Linked DNA regions of Rattus norvegicus: region 1 is linked to region 2. The links are chromatin contacts, called in public Hi-C maps. All regions are on one chromosome and are shown on one strand. The core of a region is the stretch at or near the end of the contact, and the rest is flanking DNA. Distances in the headings are between cores, read along the strand shown.

The links. A called contact is a pair of places that touch in the nucleus more often than the background predicts.
Region 1: a Hi-C map of liver shows a contact between it and region 2, with 5 times the contacts expected there. The contact joins two enhancer-like sites. A contact is called at or near these places in 2 of 12 Hi-C or Micro-C datasets (kidney and liver).

The regions. Positions count from the first base shown.
Region 1 is chr3:55,448,810-55,451,509 of GRCr8, reverse strand. No RefSeq gene overlaps it. Among named protein-coding and RNA genes, the nearest start is that of Mmadhc, 310 kb to the right of the region's middle. Within about 2 kb of position 1,304, at least 4 of the 93 cell types and tissues checked have an H3K27ac peak or open chromatin away from gene starts, as enhancers often do. A contact at or near this core is called in liver, where this site is marked.
Region 2 is chr3:55,236,490-55,239,189 of GRCr8, reverse strand. No RefSeq gene overlaps it. Among named protein-coding and RNA genes, the nearest start is that of Mmadhc, 100 kb to the right of the region's middle. Within about 2 kb of position 1,324, at least 5 of the 93 cell types and tissues checked have an H3K27ac peak or open chromatin away from gene starts, as enhancers often do. A contact at or near this core is called in liver, where this site is marked.

The DNA of each region.
Region 1 (2,700 bases), core at 55-2,554, 210 kb before region 2:
AAAAAAGGGTTAAAAACCACTCTTATATCTCCAATAAACTTGATAATAGATACCTCCTCCCATAACTTTTGCAGAAGGTTCTGTCCCTGCTTCAGCACTTTCTGTGTGGAAAGGAATTGAGGCAGCTGCTGAAGGGGTCCTGCTAAGGAGGCTAAGAATAGAGTCCCAATAGACCAATGAGTATGTTTTAAGGCTCCCTGGGAGGAGGTAGAGGGAGAGTAGTTGAATGCAAGCACAGTGGGGTCCTGGAGCCTAGGAGTGGTTGGGCACCACCAGGACTCCAGAAGTTTGCCATTCTCAGAAAAGAATATTACAAAAATGATTTGACTTCCTCCTACAAGCAATGAGGGGTTGGGGGAGACGTTTTAACCATTTCTGGTATGAAGAGAATCGTATTTTCCAAAGGTCTGTGGTGTGGAGGAGAGGTTAAAGAAAAGATGATTCTGGAATCCCACTAGCCACAAGGGAGAAAGAGGATGATGGTCCACACTCCAGAACTAATATGGGATAGTAAGTAGACAACAGGCCCACGAGAACTAAGAGCAAGGGTTGGTGTTCTCCCAGACTGTGTCACAGGCTCTTGGCTTGCAATCCTATTGAACAACAGAGCCACTGAGTGATATGTGAGGCACAGGCAAGTCCAGCATCGCTCTTCACAGTTACAAACTGAAAGGGCCCGCTGGTTTTGTTCACACTCTGTATTCCACACCACACACAGCTGATTTCACAAGAGGCGGGGGAAGTGGGAGCTAGCAGGATGTCACAACACGTGCACTTTGCCTCCTAGAGCTGGCACATGAAAGACAGTGGGCGGAATGAGGCTGCCAGCAGGCCACAGGTGCAGAGGAAAAGGCTCACCCACTCCCCATGGGCCCTGGGTTTAAAAGCTTTAAACACCTGCCAACTCTGCTGCCTTAACTAGTCTTGTCTAGCTGAGCAGACATTTCCCCCACCTGCTGGAAGGACTGGTGCAATCAGTAAATAAACAGACTCAATCAAGACTTTCCCACAAGCAGTCCTGGGAAGTGCACTATGTCCTTAGAGAAAAAAATGCTTGCCTTTTTATACGCAGTACCAATGATGGACATAAAGTCAAGTGTGATTATCCTGTGAAGAAATGATAATTAGGAGCGTGACAACGATGATTTCAAATTGTAGCCATACCAAAGCTACGTTTTGTGCCTGACGCCCTCCACATTTTGGAATTAACTGGGTTGGTAAATTGCAACCCCTGATCTCAGGGCAACCTCTGGTCTGTTTTGTTAGTGAGGGTGTGTTGACACAAGGCCACATCCATTTGTTTAGGTATGCTCTGTGATGACTCTCAGGCTGTGCAAGAGTCTGAGTCACCAAGCCTAAAATATTCATTACCTCTCCCTTTAGAGAAAAAGGGTAGCATCCACTTCCATTTTCAGAAGACTTGTTTTAAAAAGGTAGCAGGCTTCTTCAAGCGACGATTCTTGATAGCTGTGAACATAGAGACTATGGGATCTGAGCTCCATTGTGAATGACTATTCCACTGTGATGGAATAGATTGGTGATTCTTTTGAAGTGAAAAGCTCTATTTGGTATATAGTCAAATAAGATGAAATAGACGTTCGAATGGGGTACTCGAATGCCTGTGGTAACTGCGGCGTCATTCACAACAGCCAAGATACAAATCGAGCCTAGGTACCTATGCACAGATAAGTGGATAAAGAAAGTGTGGTACATGTGCCTAATGGGGTATTAATGAGCTACAGAGGAAGAATGCTGCTATTTTCCACAAAACAGAGAAAAGCCTCAAGGAAATCAGCTAGAAATAAACAAGCCGCGTGTTTTCCCGTGTTCATTCTCACTGGTAAGAACCAGAAGCCAGAAGGAAAGGCCTTAGTGATTGCTAGGGATTGGGATGGTGCAGAGGTGAGGTCATGGGGAGGTGCCAGAAGGGTGACAGCATCTGATAAGTAGATGTGAACCACATCTACATGTAGAAAGATCTAAACGGACCCCTTTAGATCCACCATCAATGTGCATTTTTAAAACAGGGCAAATATTGCTCATAAAGTACCTGTTCTTGTGTTTCTGAATAGTAATTCTTCTTACTTTATTAAAATGCTATGAAATTCAACGCTCTTTGGGAAGATGATAGGAAAAATTGCTTTTGAGAAGCTCAGAAAAGGCTTCTTTTGACATTTTATCAGCGTATATTGTACAAAGCCCTAGCTTTCACTGTGAGGTTTTCATGACATACATATAATGTATTTTGGTCATACTCATCAACCACTCTCCAGTTCCCTCCCCCCTCCTACTGCTTCTCCCCCCTTTCCCAAGTAGATCCGTCTATTTTCATATCTTTAATTTTTCTCTCGGTGTATACATATATTATTAGCATATTTATGCACACAGAGCTTTCGTCCTGGTGTTTCCACACACATCTATCGTGGTCTCTAATGGTAATCAGCATTCTATTGCTATCCCTTGTCTCGCCTACCCTCTCCTGCTGGTTCCCATCCTCTTTCCAAATAATCCTGCTTCTACTTTCATACCTTTAAACATAATTTTCAGTACGTGAGAAAACCTGGATTATTTGTCTTTCCGGGTCTGGCTTACTTTGTTTATAACATGATAATATCCAATACTATCAGTTTTCCTATAAAAGACAATTTCTTTTCTGTCTTTTTTTTTAATGAAACTGCATGGTGTAATGTGTATCACAAT
Region 2 (2,700 bases), core at 75-2,574:
AATTTGATTTTTCAGCTAAATACGATGTCACATTCCTTTAACTCTGGCACTCAGAAGGTTGAGGCAGGAGGATTAAGAACTCAGCGCCAGGCTTAGCTAGATAGAATTTGAGTCCACCTCAAGAAGAAGAGTCAAACAACTTTTTGATCAAATCTAAAATACTTTTAATATTGCCTCACCGGAGGTCTCTTCCATCTAAATTAACATTCCTTTAGATGCCCTCTAGTGCAAACCAAACCCAACCAAATAGCCATCTATTAAATATCCTCTTTTAATAGCACAGCACTTTATTACAACAGAATTTATATTTACAAACTATGCCCCTTTTTGTGTCTTTGGTCCCTAGAACTATTATTCACTCACAATTTATGAGTGTTTGTCACTATCTCCATGTGTAATAAAATGCCACATCCTATAAATCTCACCTCACTGATCCAGTGGCAAAGGTGTTCTGGAGGATCTCTGGGTATGTCCTCAGACAGACCCCACAGTGACACCACCAGAAGGCTCCTCCTTCGAAGTGCCTGAAATCATATCTAATCCGAACACAGAACTAATCTGCAAAGACCTTGCAATTTATCTTTCACCACGATGGCAATTTCTAATCTAACCAGCAGCAACTCAAATTGAACTCTGATCCAGATGATCAATAGCTATGGGCAACCTATTAGACATGTGAATATTAAATCATTCTGGGGTAAGAACTATCCAAATGAAAAGCATATCATTACCATCTATTAACATCTATTTAAGCAAATATGATGGAAATGTAAGATTGGTCTTATATAAACTATCAGAATCCCAATGATGGTGATGCTAAGGTTAGATCATGCACTTTACATAGAAATTAGTGCAAATTATGACTAATGTCTGCATGCACTTATTGCTAACAACATTGGAATTAGGCTAAAAATGTATACACTTAATAAGGAAGCACATCTTGTTTCCATTTTTATTCCTTTTCTACTTTTGTTTATTATTTCAATTTTTCTCCCTTTGCAGAAGAAAGAATCCATGGTCCGTATGTGAAAAGATAAACTTCTCCATGAGAAAATGATTCCAGACAGGTAGCCTACATAGATAGATAGTTCATACCCATAGAGCATGCAGAGTCAAATCAAAGAAGTTTTGAGTCCCCAGATAGCAATAAGAAAAAGATAATAAAGTTCTCCAAAATCCCTCTGGTAACTCCCTCAGACATTTAACCATGAAGTTGGAATTTTTCCTATGAAACCCCAAATCCCTTGTGTTCTATGGTAAACCTAGACACGCCACTTTTTAATGGCACACTGCCCAGACTTCCTTGCAGTCTGCCAAGGGCCAAGTGACAGCACTTACATGAGGCAGATCCACTGCCATCTATAGCTGTTTGCTCCAGGCACCTCAGCAGCAGTGACTGGGCAAGCCCGCAAAACGGAAGACTTTCTCAACTGTACAGGCACCCCAAAGTGCCAAAAGTAAGTAAGCGTTTTCCATAGTAAGCCCTGAAACTGTGACTACAGACATAGATACTTTTGGCCTTTGAGGCATGAATATAAAAAGACCGTCTCCAAAACTCACTCTCATGTCTACTCACACTTCAGTTCTAAAGCACAACCTTTCTTTCCAGCAGCCAGCACAGCCCTTTGCTCAGCCCTCTGCCCCCGCAATGCCTAGACATGTTTCCTTTCCAGCGCATGGATTTACTCTTTAATTTTTTCATTTGTGTCTGTTTCCTCAATGTGTCTTTTTATACATTTCAGCTGTCAAACCTTCATACTTTCTCTTGGGCCAAAAGAAGGAAGGTTGGGTAAGATAAGCGGTGGTTCTGCTCTCCCATCATGCCCTGGCGATGCTGCCATCTTGTGAGAGGTGATGTCTCTTCCGCAACAGATCAGGACTTGAAGACAACCTCAGGTCTATTGCTGTAAGTGTTCCAGGTCTTTGGGGAACAGGAGAGTACAAGACTGTTTCTGGTTGCCTGGGGGCTCTGCTTATCCAGTGTGACTGCTTGACTCGTGGCCCTTTGCTGGCTGTCTCACTGGTGAAGACGTTTCCAACAGAACCTACTACAAATAAAAGGAAATCTAAATTACTTGCATGTCTTGGCCATTGTGGTGCTTGAATTCTCTCGGACTGTTGGATAGTATTTTCCAGTTCTCTTTGCATTAGAGCTCCTTTACTGACCTTTACCTGAGTGATAATTTAACAGAATTTCCCCTACTTGCTTTGTACGAAGCGTTCAATTTTCTTTTTATCTTTTTCTACAGAAGCCATTTCAACACATCTGCCATGGAGAACTAGGGTCTTTCAGGCAAGATAAAGATTAGTTTGACCTTTTCTCCATCAATTAATCAATACGGTTACACCACAGTTACCTTTTAACCTGGGTGTTTCCACAGTGCAGCCGTAAAGCATGATTTGTGAGACTGCTCTGTTTTGTGTATGGTTACCAATAACCTGATCTCTGGGTCTCTGTGATTAGACAAGATGTCAGAGCACAAGGGAGCCAAGAAATCAAAGGCGGATTTTATTGTCTTCATCAGCAATGGCCTGGTAAATCTGAGATTGGAGCAGCAATATGGGAAAGTGTGATGACTGGAATTAATTGTTGGGCTCTGTCTACAGAGTCTCGCTGTGAGGCGAGCCATTACTGAGGAATGCTCTGAAGGGTGAAATTCCAGTTTCAAATGTGATCTACTGCCTGGCTTAATAACCTTC